Linked DNA regions of Gossypium hirsutum: regions 1 and 3 are each linked to region 2. The links are chromatin contacts, called in public Hi-C maps. All regions are on one chromosome and are shown on one strand. The core of a region is the stretch at or near the end of the contact, and the rest is flanking DNA. Distances in the headings are between cores, read along the strand shown.

Region 1 (2,940 bases), core at 13-2,512, 490 kb after region 2:
TTCTAGGTACTAAAAATCCAGTAACTTGTCCATTCTACTAAGTTCTTCATCTCTGCTCAATTCAACAAATATAATATGGCTTCATACAATTTACCTGGATATAACTAGCTCCAAATAAAGCACCATTTCCCATTTGAAACTGAGATCTGTTAGTCTTTACCCTGTATAAAGAAAACAAAGATGTCACAAGACAAAAATCAGGTTTGTATCCATGGCAGCAAACACCAATAGTACAAACATACCAGTTCTATCATCTAGATTTATACCAAAATCTACAATTTCTAACCCTATCCCCAGACTGCAGTCTTTGCAACTAAAAAATTTCCATTTTTCTTCAAAATTCAAGAAAATTATGGAAAAATAATTACTGAACTAGAAGGGGAAAAACGGAACCAATAATACAAACAATGATAACTGAACTACAATTTCTCAATATTCTTCAAGGTAATTCTTATAACAATGATAATTGAAAAAAACTCAAAAGGAAAGACGAAAAATGGAACCAATAATACAAATAATAGTGGAAATTATAAAACAAGAAGGGGAAGAAAAAATGGAAACTTACAGAGGTTCTCACAAAGGAAAGGAGGCAGCTTTGTGGAGGCGGGGAACGAGTCGGAGATGAATCTACGGTTCTCAATGATAGAATCGAGGGAGGCACCACTTTTACAACAACGACCGAATTGACGGATGGGTGAAGAAATACAGGGTAAAATTGTCTAGGGGAAAAATTTTGCTATTACATCCGTCGTTGAATGAGCTATTCTTAACCCCTCTGCCGAATGACGATTCGGTAAATCTAACGAATAAGAGAGGAATAGCCATTCGCCGAATGAAGAAAACGGTGAACCAAACTTTGTCTTAACTGTTCATTTAAGAATAAGGAGGGAATGACTATTCCATTCCCTCCAACCAAACGTGGCCTGAGTTAGGCGGAGCTTGCATGTAATGTAACCATAAATATTTCTTATTTTTATTTAAAAATGTAAAACCTTTATATAAAAAGAAAAATAATTGAAACAATAACTTAACATGTAAATTAATAATTAGATAAGAAGTGATCACTGAGCCCAAAGCTCTTCCCACCCACAAAACACGTTCTATCATTTCTCTGTTTCAATGCTTTTGTCTCTTCAACCTTAACTCTCTTTTCCATCAACATCTTCTTATTTTATTGCTTGCGCTTCATTTTCGTTTTGTTTTCTTTAGGGTTTTTAACTTTTTTTAGAGTCAAAGAGGTCTCTTAAGATGATGCAACTAAAATCTCGTGATTGCTTTTTGCATAGGGCACCAAAGCCTACTTCTTAATATATATATATTTCTTTTTGTTTTGAGTAATCTATAATGACCACTTAATTATTAAAAAAATTCATATTAAATTATCTGACTTTACAATGTTATAAAATGGTGATTTGATTTCTAATTTATTTTTTTAGTCAAAAACCATTAAAATACTAACGGTAAAGGCTGACGTGATAATTAACTTAATAGCATGTATTTTTCCTTTTTTTTCACATAATTTCCAAAGTTATTTTATAGTTAAAATAAAAAAAATTATTTTTAATCTCAAAACATTTATTGTATTTATGGTCATGTTTTTTAAGCCCAATATAAAACAATTTTATATAAACATATGTTAAAAGGGTTTTTGAAAGGACTTTGAAGAAAAAACCTCCCAACCAATACTAGTGGGAGTTCAAATGAGGGGTGGTTGAAAGGACAAAGAGGGAGGCTAGATTAATGGGTAGGAGGGTGCTGATAGGGGTTAAATGATAACTAGGATTGATTAGATGCTTAATGCTATAACCTTGGTGACAAAAACTCATGGGGATGTTCTCTAACTCCTTTAGGGAACTAAACTAAGGATTCAACAGATCTTTCCATGAATTGATGAGGTTCTCACTAGGCTAGATAATTTTGCTAATTTGACTAGGTTTTGCTGAAGTAAAAACGAGGTGAGAAGGGCAGAATCATAACTTGTATATATAAACTTAATTCGAGATAGGTTCAAATTACTTCACTCTAAAATCAAAGTATTTATACACTTTTTCGTATATTGTTGTACTATTAATATTTTAATGATTTAATCATTAAAATTATTGATATAATTATATTTTTATCTCTATCCTGTCAATCTAAAATAATGTATATATATTAATATTTATTGATTGCTTGAAAGTTTTTTACATAAAATAAATAGTTAAAAATATTTAATTTACCTCAAATTTAATATGCATGATATATACGAATAGAATATAAAATATAATTATTAGACCGCTACAATATAAATGGTAAAAAAAATATAAAATTACACCCTAAATTTATTGATATCCGGTTGAAAATTCGGTAAGAAACCGAATTGGAAGCGATTAAAGATGTGAAATACCAAGCTTATTTTCATAATCTCAGGTCAATTGAGATTCACTTTTTGAATGCATAAGTGGGAGATTCAACTTTGAAGGGTTTGGTGATTCTTTCTGCAGATTCTGGAACTCGGGCAAAATTGCATTAATGTTGTAGGAAATTGACAATGAACAAGACAATGGTGTTTTTAATCGTGTTTGTTTTTTACCTCATAGCTCAAGTCATTTTCAGTTTTCTTTTTTTCTTTATATCTTAATATGTAGCAGTTTTTGGTGAAGTGGGCACCTGTTCTTTGTTACTGCTGCTCATTTGCAGGCTTTGACACCCTGGATCACCACCACCTTAGTGGAATAAGTAAATATAAGAAGTAAAAAAGAAACACAATGAAAAATCTAGGTTTGTTAAATTTACGTAGGCATTATTTGGAATGGGGATTGAGTGACTCATTCAGACTGCTTCTCTTTTGGCAAATAAATGATAATGATATATCAAACATGCCTATGTTTATCTGTTTCAACACAAAGGCATACTTTTGGTACGAAGAGGGAAGTGCTCACAACTCACCACGCACGACCT
Region 2 (2,986 bases), core at 285-2,784:
CATGTTTCATGAACAAAGCCCTATCCAGTTCTTATTTAAGCTTTAATCAATTTTCTTATGGGCTGAAGTCATTTAAACAGAATAATATTTTCTTCTTTTATCCCAGAAAAAGCAGAATGCTAATTGTTTAATGGATTTTTACTTATTATTTATTTTCATCTTAATATAATATTTGATATTTAAACTTAACACTTTTTTTCTAGTTTGGTATTTTAATTTTTTTCTTAATTTAATACTTGAACTTAACACTTTTTTCTTTCTAATTTGTATCCCAAAACATTAGAGTTAGCGATGTTAGTTTTTTTTATAAGGGGATAAAATTAGCTAATGGATGACAAATATGTGTCAAATGATATGAAATTTAATGGCAGAAATGGTTATATTTATTTGGAGTTTCATTTGTTTTGCTAAACAAGATGCTTAAATTTTTATTTTTTATTGACATTGAGATTACTTTGATTCTTAATGGAGGGAATTAATTAAGAGGATCCCTTTGCTTAAAGTATGATGTGGTCTTCACAAAGCCCTCAATTCCAAACAAAAAAAAATATTGTTAGTATCATAGAAAATTCGTGTTAAAAAATTGTACTTTGAACTATATTTAACAAATGAATATTGATGAAGAAAACAACATTCTTAAAAACCCAAAATAAAAAAAATTTTAATTATGTCAAAATAAAAAATTAAAATTAATTAAACTAAAAGTAATTAAACATTTGAAATATATAAAAGAAATTCTTTATCATCCATTACCACATGTTTGTCATATATTGATTATTTTTGCTTAACTTATAAAAAATAACATCGTAAGTATATTTGAGTAATTTATATAATGTTTGAAAATTTTAAGTATTTAATTAGATAATAATAATAATAAAACTTAGCAATCAAATTTTAAAATAAAAAGTAATATCAAATTTAGATAATAAATGTTATATATATATATTGATGAAAATACTAAATATTATATTAAACCTTTTAGTGAAAATAACATTAACAGTGAATTTAAAATTTCAGCACTCCACCAATAATGTCAATCAATGTAAGCCAGTACTTATTACTTATAAGTAGTTATAAATTAATGAAGAGTTAGAAACTTATTTTTTTCATAATTACAATTGTGTTATAACATATTATGAAAAATTTATGAAAATGACTATCTAAAATTAACACATAAAAATAAAAACATTAAAGAAAATCTTAATTGTATTATAAAGTTGAGACCTTAAAAATTTAAGCTCTTACATTCGAGTCCTACATATATATAATTCAAATTCTCAAATCAAATCTATTATTGTTGGTCAGTTAATAGTGGAGTTTAGTTCTTAAGCCACAAGATTCACATATATATTATTAATTATCCGAAAAAAATCGATCATAGAAAAGAAAATGAGAAAAATCACATCCTTAGTGTAAGATGTAACTCTTGGGGGAGTGACAAATTCCAAATAACCACAGGAAATGCAAACAGAAATATATATATATACACACATACATAATACACACATACACATATCTAAGGAAAGTGAAAAATGAGAACTCATTTCCCACAGCTGCGTTCTTTGACGTCTGATTTTGGGATGTGGGTAGCGTTTCTGGTGTATGTTTCTTTCGTTGTTTGGGTTCCTTATTGTCCTTTTCATTATTTGCGTTGAATTATCTTTGTTTCTCAAAGGCTTCTGTGTTGTCGCCGCTCTCTGCTGCGACTTGCAAGTTCCTAGTAACTCGGTTTTGTTGGGTTGTTGTAAGGTGAAGGGTGAAGGGTGAAGGGTGAAGGGGGGATCGTAATGGGGCTCGACAAACGAGGTTGAAAAGGGGTTCTTTTCCTTTGATTTCTGCGTAACTTATTTGTCATTCCACGTTCCATCATTTCAACAGAGAGCGAGATGTCGGTTCTATTATGCTGTCAACTGTCATTTCATTCACCCAGACCACTTGCCTTGTTCGATCTTTGCCATTTTGCCTTCCATACTTCCATTATCCAACCCCCCTTTTGAAATGCTTTATATAAGTTAAAAGTCTCTACTCTTCCCCGAGTCCTTTGCCTTCCGTTTCCTTGTCCTTTTCGTCAAAATGAGAATTTTAAGTCACGGTTTCATATCTTGCCGGAGACCATGCTATTTTTCCCTTCTTTTTCTTCTGATTTTAAGCTCAACGCAAGTGAGAGACAAAGTTGAAGGTAATATAAGTTTTAAATAGTTCCGAGTACTTGGTTCAATTTGAAGTAATCTTCGTGTCCCTACTTGTTTTTGCAGGTAGATCAAACCCCAAATCCAATAGCTTCTCCAAGGTGAGCTAGCTAGCAAGCACTCAAATTCTCATAAATGGAACAAAAAACCAATGCTGAGAATGTTTCTTTAACCTTGTTACTTTGGAATAGATGGTAAATGAAGAAAAAACGATATTGAGAGCTCAGATAGGTTCAAGGCCGCCAAGGTGTGAGAGAAGATGCAGTTCATGCGGGCACTGTGAAGCCATTCTAGTGCCCACAAATCCCCAAGCCAAACACGGCAACAAGAATTCTTCAACATTAATCTCAAATGCTGCCTATGCAAGAGGAGATGGCAGCTCCAACTACAAGCCCATTAGTTGGAAATGCAAATGTGGGAACTTCATCTTCAACCCCTGATGGAACTGAATTTTAACTTCTTGAATAGCCATTTTTGAACCATGTAAATCACTGTAAGAGAATCATTAGTAACCCTTTTTTTCCTTTTTGATTTCCATGATCATGTATTCATGTCAGTTAATTAGTCTTGTTCATCATCTCTCACTTCTTTCAGCTATTTTATTTGGACCGTATATTTGTAAGCGTATAGGGTTTATAATCGTTATGACGTCTGAATGTAATCATGCTTATTGTGAAGTTAAAAGGGTTCCCAAAAGATATAGGGGGTCGGAGAGAGGATCTAGAAATTAGGGAAAACAGACTGGAAAAAAGTTTTGCTTAAAAAGTAAACAATGATTTGGCTTTCACAGTTTCACC
Region 3 (2,908 bases), core at 94-2,593, 370 kb before region 2:
TGACGGCATTTTTTATTCGTATAAAATCAAAACAAAAGAATTTTTAGAAATATAACTAGTATGTTACTAATTGCATTATCAAAATTGAATCTACCATAAATTAACGATAACATTAAAAATATGAAATAATAAAATTGATATATAATTATTTAATTTTAATATATTTCTTCTAATTTCACCTTAATTATAATGTATAAAATATTTTTTAATAAATTAAACCTTTAACTAAAATTAAAAGTTAAAACTTTTGAAATCCATGATGTCATATTTTATGGTTAGTTACAAAATAATCATAACTTTATAACTATAATTACAATAATTATTAAATATATAAAAATAACAGTTACACACTCTTCTTTAAAGAGGAGGCATCTCCTACCACGATGTATAACTTTAAAAAGATAAAATCTATATGTGGTCATTGGTTTATCAGTGTTGAGTTAAAAATTGATTAGTAGCCATAGATGATATAAATCCTAAAGAAGCCGATAAGCTTCTATACTATTTAGATCTTGCTATACCAAGTGTTCATAAAGAAGTTGTTTATGATAATAAAAAACAGATAAACTGTAATTTCAGTTGAAAATGAAAAAAAAAACATTATACCCATATTTGGCATGATATAGACGAATCGCCAGTTAATAAAATGTTCGTAGTTCATTAAATGAGTTTTAGTAATAATAAAGGAATAGTTTTATACAATAATGCAAGAGATGTTATACAAGTTATAAAGCCACCAAAATTTTCAGCAGAATTGCTAGCTAGAAAAAATTGGAACCTTAAAAAACTAATTGAAGAACAAAAAACCAGACTAACTCCACGGGAAGGAGAAATATTTCAAGATTTAGTAGGAAATATAATCACAAGCATTCTATTTCTACAGAATGTCTTGCGTCAGCTAAAAGTATTAATTCATACTTTGAACTTAATAACGAATTTGTAGAAATACAACTTATTGATGATGACCAAAATGAAAAAAAAATAAAATTAGAAGATGTGCGGAGTTCTATAACCATAAAGATTTTTTTTAAAACATAAAAGCAATATGAGAAAAAAAACCAGAATACTTTCTAACATTGCCCGAACAAGAAAGAATGAATTATATAAAAAGAGTAGTCTTGAAAAAGAGACCAGATAATGTAATAGAAATATTTAGAATTTAGACATGAAGAAATACTTGTAAAATAATCTCTAAAAAAAGAATCTAAAGAATCAAATAATTTCGTAGAAAGAGATGAGATAGAAGAATTTTTAGGAATAATTCCTAAAGAACTTATGGATCAATCTAGAGATACACCTGTGGAAACCGATACCCCTAATACTCAAAATACTCCACTAAACCCACCAAAGAACGAACCTTCGACTTCCACGTATAATTACGGAAGTATACCACTCAGGCCCTATTCAGACTATAGAGAGCCCAAATATCCATATAAAATAAAGACCGAAGGCAACCCCTAGATGTATTTGAAGAAGACCAACTATTAAATCTTGGAAAATATAGCCCATAATTATGGCCTGAAGTGATACAACAGTGGAAAAATATAAAGATAAAAAAAAAAATACTTGGAACATAATTTCAAACACACCTCCGAAGAAATGTATAAATATTTGGAAAAATATGGGATAACTTTAAAAGTAACCATGAGAGTGAATATAGCAAACTCATACAACTATGAGCAAACCCTAATAATTTTGTTAATGCAGTCAGTAATATAATAATTGCATCAAACCCATCAATGGGGTCTCGATATCAGCAATCAAAAGCTGTAAGGAAATTAGAACAACTATCCCTAGACGATTGGTCACATGTTATATATTTCCTAAATGATTACGTACACTACAATACTACGTCACAAAATATATATAATGAATATTTCCAAAATAAGCTAATAAATAAATTACCAGGACCTCTAGGTCGAGAAATACAAGAATATTATAAAATAGTAAATCAAGCTAATAAAGGAACTTATGTGGATAATGTGGTAACCTTGGCATACTTTATAATGCAACACCTAGAAAAGAAATGTAATGAAATGATATTCGAGAGGAAAATAAAGGGAGGATATGCTTTTTGTAAAAATATATACACTGCTCAATAATATGGTAATTCCAACCAAAATTCATGTAGCTGTAAGAAAAGTAGACCAGTTAGGACAAACTACAATAAAGCGGGAAAATCAATACCTAAGAAAAAAAATATTTTATAAGAAAATCAGGAGGCCGAAAACTATATCTACAACGAGAAAGACATGTTAAACATATAGTGATAAAATAACTCGTTTCATATGCGGGCAAGTAGGACATATAGCAACTCAATGTCCTAAACGTCATAATATACACAACAAACAAGCTCAGCTAATAGAAAATAAAAACTTGGATTTAATAAATGTAACAGAGAACATAAGTGATACTGAAACCATATATTCAATAATTTCAGAAGAAATAGAAGACACTGAGAGTGAAAATAGCAAACAAGAAGAATTGAATTTTATACAAATGATAAAAGGATTTGAAGGATTTGACTTTGTAGAAATAAAAATAATGTATTCAGGAGTAGAAATAATAAAACCTCTAACTTGTATGCATAATTTGGAAAAGAATAAAGGATCAAACGATAAGCCATGTATAAAATGCAAATTATGTCCAACAATATACCTGCGAGCTAAATGTAAACCATGTTGCGCTGAAATATGTAGATGGTGCCTAGAACTTCATTTTAGCTATAAGTGGGAAGAACCAAAAGAAGAAAATATAAAAACTCAAGAAATTATCGTATTAAAAAAGAGAATTAAAACATTAGAAGAAAGAATGTCTCTAATGGAACAAAGAATGGACAATCACTTCTATATAGAAGATGAAGAAACTATTAGAAATGATCATAACCTTAGGGTCGCTGCCAGACAAC

The links. Hi-C and Micro-C count contacts between places; a contact is called where the count stands out from the background.
Region 1: a contact with region 2 is called in a Hi-C map of leaf, with 3 times the contacts expected there. The contact joins the promoter of LOC107941881 here to the promoter of LOC107906007 in region 2. A contact is called at or near these places in 7 of 34 Hi-C or Micro-C datasets (callus, hypocotyl, leaf and 1 more).
Region 3: a Hi-C map of leaf shows a contact between it and region 2, with 5 times the contacts expected there. The contact joins the enhancer-like site here to the promoter of LOC107906007 in region 2. A contact is called at or near these places in 3 of 34 Hi-C or Micro-C datasets (all in leaf).

What each region holds. Positions count from the first base shown.
Region 1 is chrA11:59,405,027-59,407,966 of Gossypium_hirsutum_v2.1, reverse strand. It overlaps LOC107941881 (NAD kinase 2, chloroplastic), which reads right to left and starts at 1,262. Exons shown (of 3, transcript XR_005905034.1): 1 at 566-1,262; 2 at 1-161.
Region 2 is chrA11:59,895,685-59,898,670 of Gossypium_hirsutum_v2.1, reverse strand. It overlaps LOC107906007 (EPIDERMAL PATTERNING FACTOR-like protein 2), which reads left to right and starts at 1,534. Exons shown (of 3, transcript XM_016832837.2): 1 at 1,534-2,179; 2 at 2,256-2,290; 3 at 2,381-2,773. The coding sequence starts at 2,074. The coding sequence ends at 2,629.
Region 3 is chrA11:60,261,801-60,264,708 of Gossypium_hirsutum_v2.1, reverse strand. No RefSeq gene overlaps it. Among protein-coding and RNA genes, the nearest start is that of LOC121210374, 32 kb to the right of the region's middle. Within about 2 kb of position 1,343, at least 3 of the 9 cell types and tissues checked have an H3K27ac peak or open chromatin away from gene starts, as enhancers often do. A contact at or near this core is called in leaf, where this site is marked.